Regions from separate parts of the Sus scrofa genome. Here regions 2 and 3 are each linked to region 1. Evidence: chromatin contacts called from public HiChIP or PLAC-seq data. All regions are on one chromosome and are shown on one strand. Each heading gives the region's core, a stretch centred on a gene start, on an enhancer-like site or on the middle of the called end of the contact. The rest is flanking DNA. Distances are from core to core; before and after follow the strand shown.

Region 1 (3,877 bases), core at 1,074-3,573:
TATCTTCCAAGAGGTACACTGAACAAACACTTAACAAATTGGAGTTGTGTTAAAAACATTTCATTATGGGAGTTCCCATCATGGCGCAGTGGTTAACGAATCCGACTAGGAACCATGAGGTTACAGGTTCGATCCTTGGCCTTGCTCAGTGGGTTAAGGATCTGGCGTTGCCATGAGCTGTGGTGTAGGTCACAGACATGGCTCGGATCCTGCGTTGCTGTGGCTCTGGCATAGGCCGGTGGCTACAGCTCTGATTAGACCCCTAGCCTGGGAACCTCCATATGGGAACAGCCCTAGAAAAGGAAAAAAAAAAACAAAAAAAAAAACACATTTCATTATGTACAAGGACCAAAAAGCCCAACCCTCACTTTATAGCTAAGGAAATCAGGTGCAGATAAGTGTTCTGTCCAGTGAGTTGGAGATGATGTCAAGTTCCATCTAGCTGTAATAGTTAATTTTAAGCTCTTAGAATCCAAAGAGTTGGCAATCTACCTTTCTTCAGGCTGCACTTGAAGTCTTATTCAAATACTGGGGAAGGGTGTGTGGGTGGGTGGGTGGTAGGGGTGGGGAAGATCAGGCAAATTATCAAATTAGGAAAAACAGAAGAGAATGACTGGCAATTGGCCAAAATTAGCCTATCTACAACAACTTTTGTCTCAAGATTATCAAGAACCTTATCTGGGTGCAGTAGTTTCTCATCCATTCTGCATAGAGGAAATAAAATGCAATGGCAAGAAAATACACTCAGAACCTAGGAAAAAATAAATTCTCCTTCACTGCTCTAGCAAATCAACTATCAGGCCTTCCTAAGCAAGCAACAGGACCATGAGAAAATGTTCTGGGGGGCAATTCTACTCTCTATGAGCTCCAGCAAGTTTCTCAACCTTTCACACCTGTCTTCTCACCTGAAGAAGAGGATACCACCACGTGCTTTGTAAAGCAGTTGTGAGGATTGGCAAGAATACATTGAGGGACCAGTTCCTTGGAAACCTCCCTATAAATGGAAACTGCTGTGATATATATGAAAAGTTCCTTTAGTACCTTTCACACATTTCATTCATACCATGTAATTCTTTTGTCTAGTTACTTGCAAGAATTACAACTTGAAACACTACTTCTTTAAAGAACTCTATTCTCTCACCTCTCCTAAAATGAAAGATCTCTGTGGTAATTAGGAAAAAAGGACTGGTCCCCTCCAAAGAGGGGTGCTACTGAGCCCCCTCAAAAGAAACCGACCCCTGGACTGTCAGCTCTCTGAGGGCAGGGCCTGCCCCGTTTAACTCACCACTGTGACCTAGTTTCTCTCACGCAAACTAATCGCTGTAGACTCAGGCATCTCGGGACAGCTTGCAGGACACCCAAACATGGACCCCCCCCCCAAGACGTTCTGAATCGCACGATCTTGAGTGACACAAAAATATTAAAAGTTTAACATCACGCTGCTGTTTAACTGTAATACTAAAATCAAAGAAAGGGCGCCGGAAATTGAGTGCCTATGAGGTAACCAAAATGAAGTCACACCTTTAATGCTAAAGGACCAGTGACACAAAGATGTCAACCGGGAGTGAAGCTTCGGCAGGACGTTCCATTGAACTGGTGTGACCGCCTCCGGCCTGAGATCGGAATTCGAACCCAGAACTTCTCCCAAAGGACGGGTCAGAGGCCACTCCAGGGTGGGAGAGGCCTTTAAGGCCAGGCGCACCTCGCCCGAACTTTCCCGTTGGGGGGCAGCCCGACCCCGACCGCCCGCGGCGCGACTCGGGTCCGCTCTCCGGGGCAGCGGAGCAGATCTCCAAGCGGAAGCGCGCTCGGAAGGACGAGGGTCGACGGCCCTTTGTCCCCCTCAGAGGGGCAGGGGCGAGGCGAACGCTCCTTCGCGTCAGGAAATAATGACAGATCGCGCGCCCTCGCCGGCGCCCGCCCCGCCCCGCCCGCCAGGGCCCCAGGCGGCGCCGGAACCCCAGCCCCGAGCTGAGGGGCCCGGCCGCGCCCCCTCCTCGCCCCCTCCCAGTCCCAGGGCGACCCAGCGCCGCCAGGCTCACCGGGTCGGAGCTGGAGGCCGCCGTCGCGGCGGCTGCACCACAGCGCGCGCTCGCCCTGCTGCAGGATGTAGTGGTCCTTGGCTTGGAAGAGCTCCATGCCGGCCCCGGGCGCCGAGGGAGGCGGCGGCGGCCCGGGAGCGCCCGCGGCTCCGCGGTCCCCCGGCCCCAGCGGCGGCAGCCCGCGCGGGGCGTCCTCGTCGGCCGGGGCCGCCAGAGCCGGCGCCTCAGGGAGCGGCGGCTGAGGGAGCGCCCCGGCGGCCAAACCCGCGGCAGGGGAACGCGCCCCGGCAGCGGCGGCTGCGGCCTGGGAGGCCTCTCCCCCGGCTCCGCCCCTCTATGCCCCCGCCCGGCTCCTCCCTGGCTCCTCCCCCTGCTCCACCCACTCCCGACTTCTCGCAGACTCCTCCCCCTCCCCGTCTCCTCCCCCCCCCTTTCTCCTCTCCATTCCTCTTCCTGCTTTTTCCCGCCGCCTTCTCCAGCTTCTGGGTTTCTTCAGCTGGGTTTCTCCTCCTGGTTCCTACCCCGAGGCTCTTCCTCCTCTTTCTTCTCTTCCCTATCCCAGCCCCCTCCTCCTCCTCCCGCTCTTTCCAGGCCCCGCCCCTGGCGGGATCGCCTTCCCACCCCGGGCGACCGCTTCCCAGCCTGGGCCTGGCTGAATCAGACTGGCCGCCCTGCTGCTCTGCGACCTTTGGAACAGAAGCCCACTCCTGGGCCTCCCCTCCAATACTAGCAGGTTATTCGTTTCTCTCACCAGCCCTGAGACAAGCCAGGCCGACTCCCTAAATCTAGTCTGCCCGCAGAGACCCCAGACTAGGAGAACGGGAAAGGCGGCTCAGGTTGCAGGGGTCCATCCCCAGCCAGACTCTCCGCGAACCGGGACGTCTGTTTTGGAATTTCCTCTTAGAATCTTGCGACGTTTGACAGCAGCAGACATTCAATAAATACACATCAGTGAAGAGCGTGTAACAATAGAAATTGAACAAGTATTAGCAGCACAGTGCTCTAAATAACTAGGAGGAAGAGAGCAAAGTTCATAAGCTATCGTGCCCTGAATTCAGCAGGATGCCTGTGAAAAGACAATAAAATGTCAAGGAGGTGAAAGGGATCTAGTTTGACAAGGCTAAGGTGGTTGGAAAATATCTTGTAGAAGTCAGAAGCACTCCTGAGTATCTTTTGAGCTGTCTAACTTGAATGGCCAGGTGGTACCTTGCACAGAATGGAGCTTGGGAGTTGGGCCCCCAGTTCCAGGCCCCACTCCAGGGATGATCTAGCTGTGTGATCTTGGGAAAGCCTCTTGGTCTCAGATGGTGGGTGCACTAAATGACTAATTACACTCCCAGTTTTATAAGTCATCAAGTCTTTCTACTCCAATCTCCTGCCTTTTCTAATGCCTTAGAAAGGAAGAGAATAAACAAAACAAAAATGAGGTTGGAGACAAGAAAAGCAAGGCAATACTTTTAACCTTCTGCTTGATAAAAGTGAGAGGCCCTTTTTTCAGGAAGAAGTTCCACTTTACTAATTATTCCAGCCCACACTGATTTCTCTGTTGAATTTCCATAGCACAGAAAGTCCCATGATGACAAACTGTCCGGGAATCTCTGATAAGTATAAATAGGCCTCTTGAACTGTCCAGACACCTCAACCTAAAGGTCAATAGGAGAGATTATTATGTCAAATCTTTGTGATGTGACATGGACAAAGAAGATAATGGAGACAAGACGGTAAAAAGAAGTTTCAGTGGAACCATCAGTTTCTGATTTATTATTGAATTCAGCCGTATGTTGACTCTCCCTAGCAAAAATGAATAATGAGAAAGTCTTATGAAGACAGGATGT
Region 2 (3,718 bases), core at 702-3,201, 67 kb after region 1:
ATACACTTTTAAGAAAAAAGTACATTAAAATGAAAATGGATAACAGATCTTTCTTCTGAAATAATGACTTACAAAGCCTTTAATTTGGTGAATTTTTAAGTCTTCAAAATAACTTACCAGCTCATGACTTTTATTTTTATTTTGCCCAAACAACATTAACGCTACCCTTAATGTAGACCTCTTTTTGCCAAGCTTTATCTTTTGAAAAAGCTCAAATGGACAGAAAAATCACGAGAAAAGTACAGTCATAATTTTTTAAACACTCATTCCGAGTTTATATTTTCAAAATTTCAGGCTCCTAAGGATTAAGAAGTATATACCCTTACATAAATGTAAATAAGGCATACATCTGTATTCACAAAAGCATTACTACTCAATTATTTGTGTATTAGAAACAAATCCTGGGTATTGTAGTAACATAACAAGGAAAGGAATGTATTGCCATTTAAAAAAAAACAACAACACTTTTTCTCGCCAGTGTGAGGCAATGTCTAAGTCAATAGCCAACTAGGCGACAGTCTCACGTCTTTAGTTTAAAATTGCCTGGGAGAACAGCATCTTTTTTTTTTTTTTTTTAACAAGTCATTCTAGAATATATTCTTATCGAAAACAGTTTCAAACAAGAATACAATTTTAATTTCAAATTCAAGGGGCGGGGGGGATGTATTTACGTCAGTCTCCTGAGTCACTCTGTGCCTCAGGTGGAAGACTGAAGTCAAGATACCCTCAAGCAAGTTCTGGAACTTTGGGAGGTAAAAGTCCTTAGAGATCCTAAGAGACCCCCCCATCCAAGCTTGCCAAAGGCCCCCTGGCGTCCGACCAAGCGTGATCAGCAGAGTGAAACCAGGCTCTCAGCCCTGGAAGCCGGGCGGAGGCCGCGGTGGGGCCTGGCCCGGGCCTCCGAGGCTGACCAGGCCGATCGCCCCTCGCCTCCTGGCCCACGGCCCCTCGAATCCAGCCGGTGGACCGGACCTGGCACCATGGGGCGGGTCGCACTTCCCGCCCGACCTCCGGAAACCAGATGCAGCCCAGAGAGGACAGTCCTCCCCGGGGCCTCCCCCTCGCCCCGACGCCGGCCAAGGGCGGGCCTGGGGAGGGGGCTCCTGGGACGCGGCAGGCCGACTCCTGAGAGCTGGTGTCCACTTGGGGGTCTGTACGTTCCCAGTGGCCTTCACTGACCTCTGGGACACCGGCGCGGGCGGGCTGTGGCCGGCAGGCACCCTGCTCCTCGCGTCCCCGCAGCCCGGCCCAGTCCAGCCCGCCACCCCCATCCCCGAAGCCCTGTCCCGCCGCTCGCCGTCGGGGCGCGGGGGGGGTGGGGGTGGGGGGAAGTGCTGGCCAGAGTGCAGCTCGGGTCCCGCTTACCTTGGGGCCCTCGGGGGCACGCGCGGGTCGTTCCACGTCGTGGTGCGGCTGTTGTGGTCCACGAAGAAGGGCCAGCCGGTTTGCGGATCGATCTTGATTTCCCAGCCGGGGGGCAGGGGGTCGCGGTCGCCGGCGCCGTTGCCGGACGCCATCTGAACCATCGGCGAGTGGGTGGCAGCGCTCATGCTGGGTCGGGGTCGGCCCGGAGGGGCAGCCGCCGGGGTGCCGGGTCACAGGGTCGCGGGGTGCCGGACTTCCAGGCGCAGAGTGGCTCGCTGGCCGAGGCCGGAGCTAGAGTCTTGTGGGCTGCCGACGTGTCCGGGAAGCCGGCGCTGGGCACCTTTATGAATTAAAGGAGGGGGTGACGTGGCCGGAGAGGGCTGGAAGTGTCTGGAAATAGCCTCCACGCTGCCAAAGGGGAAGGAGGAGATAAAGGGAGGTAGCAACTGGCCGGCTAGAAACTTCTGGTCCCATCCAGAGAAGTTGGCGGCGGCGAGGGCTGGATGCGGAGCTCCGCCCTGAGTCATCGGCTATAATCGTGGCGGGGCGGGGCGTGGGCGTGGTCACGGGCGTGGCCTCCCTGCCGCCCCTCCTCCACCCCACCTCCTCCCTCGCGCCAGCTTCCTGGGTGGGTGTCACCCGGCTGAGACAGCCTCAGGGTGGGCCAAGGTGCACCCGAGGCATCTCCCTGATGCTGGCTGACTGGACCAGCGAGCCCCAGGGACGTCGTCTTTGTGTCCTGGGCGGTTTCGGTTTTCAGACTGCCTCTTCCTGTTCTTAGGACTGGGAGTCCGCACTCAAGAGTATCTGCTGCAGTTCCTTATAAAAACAAAGTCATCGTTAGCCTTTAAAGTCTTTGGGTTTAAACCAGAGTCTCTCCCCACCTCTCATTTGTACCCCCATATACTGATACTCGGGGCACTGGTGTCCCTCCGTTATGTTTTAATCACTTTTCTCCCTTGGGCTTAACGGCTGTCGGAAGGAGCGCTGGAATGTTGACCTGACACAGTAACCAAGCCAGGGGAAAAATGGAAGTGCAAATGGAAACTCACCTGCCTTTCTTTCAAAAAAACCTGAAGACAGAAAGATTGCATCAGCCCATGGTTTTATGCTCCTGAACCTCATAACTCAAATAAGAAACTATCATTGCTGAACAACTTTAAAGAAAAAAACACATTATTTGGAGTTTTGGTCTTTTTTATGGTAGAGGTTGGTTCTTGCTGTCTTAAAATTTGAGCTTTACTTGAGAAGTAGGGAACAAATTGAATCATTAAATGTATTTGTTGGGTTGTTTCAATAATCGCACTTGCAGCCTGAACCCAACACCTCAATTCCTCTGGGAGAGAGAGTGTGTGCCCCCCAGAGGGAGAATGTTGGGGAGGTACTAGTTTAAATCTTTGGGCCTGAGACTCATTCCTTTCTCCAGAAGCACTTTGAGAAGGTGCCATGGCTTAATACTGGGCCCAATTTTCCAACTCAAATGCAGAGACTACCCAGGAACCCTCAGAGGCAATACCTTTCCTCTCTTCCTGCCCTCAAATTACTCCTTTTGGAGCAAACGATAAGAGGCCTACCAATCATTTCCAATGGAATGATTCTCACTTACACAGGTGTTCTTATCAGCTTTAAAGTACAAAATTCAGTTTTGGGAAAACGCAGAGACGATTAAGCCCCAAGGACTGACTCAGGTACCAAACACACAAGAGACTGATGTATAAACCCAAATGCCAGTGCACTAATTTACCCTAAGTACTACTATTGAAGGAGCTGGACCCTCAAGCGCCTTATTCAGTGGCTTTTTTGGAGGGGAGTCGCACCCCAAGCTTATGGAAGTTCCCAGGCTAGGGGCTGAATTGGAGCTGTAGCTGCTGGCCTTCGCCAGAGCCGCAACAACACCAAATCCAATCCGTGTCTGCAACCTACGCTACAGCTCACAGCAATGCCAGATCCTTAATACACTGAGCAAGGCCAGGGATCAAATCCACATCCTCATGGATACTAGCTGGACTCGTTACTGCTGAGCCACGATGAGAACTCCCGTCAGGAAGAACTTATTTCTGGAGACCTGAGCTCCAGAATCTATATTCAATAATATTGATGTATACTGAAGACTGATTCTAAAGTGAATTTTTATTTCTCTTTCCTTTACTCCATTTGCATTCTATGACAACTACATTTACACACTGAGAGCATTCTTTGCTGATGTTTTGTTTGCAGGTGCACTAGACAGGAGCAAGGAGGAAGCAAGTTCTCCTGGGGCTAATATCGTTGCTTCTGGGAGTTATGTTCCACCAGGGACTTCAAGAGGGTTTGTCTAAAATGGAGCCATAAGTCTTGGAGAACTACCTGGAAG
Region 3 (4,342 bases), core at 47-2,546, 110 kb after region 1:
CCAGATTCCTACTCCATGCCTTCCCCCACTTCTCCCCCCACCAAACCCATACACTTTTTTTACCCATGGGTCCTGGCCTCGGTGCCCCTTGACGTTCCCATTGACTCAGGGGGCTCAACTCTCTTCTCAAGGTCTTATGAAGCCTTCCAGGTTGAACCCCCCACTTCTTCCTCCCCATATTGACATTACAACGTTTTTGCTGCACGGTTGACCCCCATCACAGGATTAGGAGTCAGTGGTAGTGTTTATAAAACCAACTCTCAAGGCACAGTTTACCTGGGACCTTCTAGCTCTGGCAACAGGATGAAAAATCTTTCTTCGCCGTTATAATCCTTCACTTCACTAACCTACAAGAGGGGGTACGAGCTCAAAAGCATTCTCCCAAAGACGCTTGGGGGTGGGGTGAAGGAGTGGGAGCGTAGGGTGAACTGCCGCCGGTGAAAAAAACAAATTCTACAAGGTTACGTAGCCAGTTTGAACGGGGTTTCCCACATACTCGAGCAAGACTTCATTCCCCGTCCATATGATGGATGGATGGATGTCTGTAAACACAGCCTTAAGTCTGTGCACGTCTCTGCCCAAAGACTCACTCTAATAACTAAATGAGGGGCAGAAGGGCATTATCGCCCTCTTTACACCAACTCGATGAGTCATTTTAGTGGAGGGCTGCTCTTTTGACCCCCTTATCCGATGAGATAACGAATGAAGAAGCCGTCTACCCAGGGTAGAATACCTATTTGCGGGAAAACAAGCCCAGAGGAGGAATCGGCGGGCTGTTGAGAAAGCCGGAGGGGCCCCGGCGAGCGCAGCTTCCAGCTCAGCGCTGGGCCGGAGGAACCCCCCAGCCCCTCCGCCCGTCGCGCGGGGCGGCAGTTGGCGACCGCGGGCGGGCGGTTTTGATGAATAGAGGAGGGCCAGAAAGGCCTGCGGGCTTGGACGCCACGCGGAGCCAGAGCACGGAATTAGCCGCAGTTGAAGATACCGCTCTTGGGCTGGACAGAGGCGGAGCAGCAGCCCACGCTGAGCCAACAGAAGAGTCTTAAAATGCCTGAAGCAGTCCTAGGACAGCCCCCAGCGCGAGGCACTATGGGACTTGCAGTCTACTTCTCCGACGCCGCTTTTTCCCAGCTCGATTCCCTGCCTTTCAACGTCGCTTTTATTCTCTCCCTCCCCTCCCAGCACGCCGACTTCCTGGTCGCCGCACGTCTCACGTACGACTACACTACCCAGAAGTCTCTTCTTCGCTTCCCAGAGCGGCTCCGGCTCCTCAGGACTACAGTTCCCAGAAGTCCTCCGGGGAAGTGCTTACCTCTCTCATTTCCAGGACCACAATTCCCAGAGACTTCAGTTTTACGGCGGTTCTCTTTTTTCTCGAGTTCTTCTTGAGCTGGCTGGGTTTCGCTAGCCAGCCGGCGAGTAACGACGACGTGATCCGTCGTGACCGGGCACGAGGTTTCCTCAGTGGCCCCTTTTGTTCCCCACTCAGTTCTCCGCTTTTTCAGGCCGTCGCGGCTGGCCTGAGCGGTGACCTGGCGGGCCGCGCCTGCGCTCTGCCCCGTTTCCTGCCTGGCTGGTGGCGGCGGCCATTTTGTTCATCCTCCTCCTCCTCCAGCTCCTCCTGGTTGGAGCGCAGTGTCCGGAGCGGGCTGGGGGGAGAGAGCCCGAGAGCAGGGTTCGGTGCCTTTTCCTCTGTCCCCAGCCGGTGCCCGGAGCCCCCCTCCCCTTCCTCCCCACCCCCTCCCTTCCCCAGCCCTGCCCTCCCCCTTGTCCCGGGATCGCTCCGTCGCACCCACCATGATGGAAGACGACGGGCAGCCCCGGACTCTGTGAGTACCCAGACGGGGGGTGCCAGGCGCCTAGAGGCCCGGGCACTGCGGGATGCTATGGGAGGGAGCAAGAGAGCGGGGCCGAAGCCAGGACTCTCGGCGGCTCCCTAGCTGGGGTGGCGCGGACGCGAAGTGCATTCCTCATTTGTCCCTTTTTCCTTGGGAAGGAAGCCCTCCCTTCCCCCAAACACAGTCACTTCCTGGGGTCCGGGGCTAGTTTCGACCTTTTCCTCTCGCGCCCTTCTTTGCAACCCCGTCCTGAGCCGGGCTTTTGCACGGCAGAGTCTGTCAGGCCCGGGAGAGCTCCTGCTCCCCCTGTGCTTTGGGGGCCCTGGGCTGGGCCGGGAGCTGCCGGTCCCCACGGGGGCTGGGCCTGGTGGGGGTGGGACTGGGGGTGGGACTGCGGCCACATCCCCTGCGTGCTGCGAGGAATTAGCACTCACGCCCTCCACGTCCCCAGCTCCAGTCGCTCCCGGCTCTTCTCCCAAGCTAAGCTCTGCGAGGAAGCCGGACACTCTTCCGCCACTCAAGCCCCTACTCTCTTTCTGCCCCACGTGCCCCCGCCCACGCTGTCAGAAACACTCGCCAAGCGCCCGCTACTTTTGAAGTGCAAAAGGGATGCCTCTTGCCGCCGGAGCATCTTTCCTTTCTTGGATGACGAAGTTTACTTTGAGCGCTACCTACGCTAAACTGACAACCAGTTGTTAAACAGCTTTTTGCTCTATTGGTGCTACCTTCTCTATTACATACCTAATCTATTTCTGCGTCGAGCCCTTCGGAGTTGGATAAAATGATATTTTTATCAGCTATTCGATGTGTGTCTTTTGAGTGCTTTTTCTTCCACCTTGCTGTTGCTCTTTACCCTGAAGCCCAAATGTAATGAATGAATTTCATCTTCCCACCGCTTTCCTTCCTTTCCTAATGAAGAGTGATGACTCAGCGTTTGCATTCCTTTCCAACTAGTGTGGCACTCCTTTCTTTTTTCCTGCATTTTTTTTTTTTTTTAAGTGTGAGTCTAATTAAATGTGTTAAGTTGGGCACTGGGTTTTCCTCGCCTTACGAAGCTCAACACACCTGCTTCGAGTACAAGGAGTCAGTCAGAACGCTGCTTTTGTTTTCTCTTGGCTCTGCCTGGTGTTTATATGACCATAGTTCACTTGGCTCTGCTGTCTGATGGGGTAATTACTTTTTGGGGAATAGATGCAGGTGGAAGGGTGCTCAGGAAGTTTGACTAGTTTCTGATCTCTACTCCTGCCAAAGAAAGATTGCTCAGTCCAGAAAATAGATGTCTTATGTTCAATATTGATAGTTGGGATTTTCATTTTGTTGGGGCGGGGGGGGTTGCATTTTTTTTATTCCTATTTCTTTAATGTCTCACTAAAGTATCTGCTATACTGTTTTGAGAATTTGAGGCCAACTTAAGCACATCAAATACTTGAATGGAAAGCCTGCTTGGTAGAAGTTTTGTATTTATGTCCTGTGTTGTCTTCCATTTCTGCTCTATTTTCCCAGAAGAGAGAGAATTGGGACAAACATGAAGTTTGTCCCCTAACATCTGTTGAAGTCAAGACTTGGTATTTAGTTAGCAGTGTGTTCTTTGATGGAAGCATCTGGGAAAGCTGGATTTAGGTCTAGCTAGTATGTGTTTAATAAAGATAAAAGTTACATTGTATTTAAAAATCTGAAATGTCACCATTGCATCCTAATAGTTACTGAATAATTGGTAAATTTTCGTGGCACATTTCTGATTAACTGTATCTGTCTCTTCCTTATGAAGAATTCTTGGTTTTGTGCTAAATAATATGCTATTTCAGTACCTTTAATTCGTATCGCTGTCTTTGCATCTGCCTTGTCTTCATCTCCATCAGACCTTAGGCCATAGACTAATAAGCTAACGTCTTTGTGTCACTTGTTTCTTACCCCTACCTTCTCCAATCTCCTGTTCTTTCTCAGAAACACACCTAACTTGTCTATGTTTACAGTTGTCTAAAAAATGTGACATGTATACATATAAGTAAAGAAACATCTTGAGCTTCATTGTACGTGTATGTCAGTACATGTTTACTATTCTGTCTTCCTTTTTCCTTCTCCCACTCTTCTCCATGGGAAGGGTTTTTTTTTTTTTTAGACAAGGACTGCTACATCTTCCTAGGTCTTACCCCTGCAGCACTTAGTTCACTGCCTGGAACATAAGAGGTACTCAAATATTTTACAATGATTATACTTCTTTTCATTAAATTAGTATTAAGTCCGTTTTTTTTAAAGTCCTGATTGATTTAAAATTTTAGGCAGACGTGACTGTCATATGTGGTGCAGTCTGCTGATTTTTATGTATTTTTTTAAAACCTTCAAATGTAAAATTTTGAGATAAAAGCAAATGTTTCACACTTGGATTTTTGTCAGATTTTAATAAAAATAATGCATAACTTTTAAAATGTTCGTTTTATGTATTTCTTCTAAAAGTTCTTTTAGATACAAGTAACGTGATAAAAGCATTGACAGTGACTAGAGGTTGA

What was found. HiChIP or PLAC-seq counts read pairs in DNA pulled down with a chosen protein or histone mark.
Region 2: a contact with region 1 is called in an H3K27ac HiChIP or PLAC-seq map of skeletal muscle. The contact joins the promoter of BAG3 here to the promoter of INPP5F in region 1. A contact is called at or near these places in 1 of 5 promoter capture datasets (liver), 3 of 47 Hi-C or Micro-C datasets (heart right ventricle, liver and skeletal muscle) and 2 of 2 datasets of contacts at active chromatin or transcription factors (alveolar macrophages and skeletal muscle).
Region 3: an H3K27ac HiChIP or PLAC-seq map of skeletal muscle shows a contact between it and region 1. The contact joins the promoter of TIAL1 here to the promoter of INPP5F in region 1. A contact is called at or near these places in 1 of 47 Hi-C or Micro-C datasets (fetal heart ventricle) and 2 of 2 datasets of contacts at active chromatin or transcription factors (alveolar macrophages and skeletal muscle).

Annotation. Positions count from the first base shown.
Region 1 is chr14:129,576,059-129,579,935 of Sscrofa11.1, reverse strand. INPP5F (phosphatidylinositide phosphatase SAC2) reads right to left here and starts at 2,323. Exons shown (of 19, transcript XM_013983807.2): 1 at 2,043-2,323. The coding sequence starts at 2,139.
Region 2 is chr14:129,508,473-129,512,190 of Sscrofa11.1, reverse strand. It overlaps BAG3 (BAG family molecular chaperone regulator 3), which reads right to left and starts at 1,951. Exons shown (of 5, transcript XM_021073458.1): 1 at 1,362-1,951; 2 at 1,180-1,359. The coding sequence starts at 1,550.
Region 3 is chr14:129,464,104-129,468,445 of Sscrofa11.1, reverse strand. TIAL1 (nucleolysin TIAR) reads left to right here and starts at 1,296. Exons shown (of 12, transcript XM_003133196.4): 1 at 1,296-1,826. The coding sequence starts at 1,795. LOC110256777 (a long non-coding RNA gene) reads right to left here and starts at 2,263. Exons shown (of 2, transcript XR_002338744.1): 1 at 2,051-2,263; 2 at 1-1,646.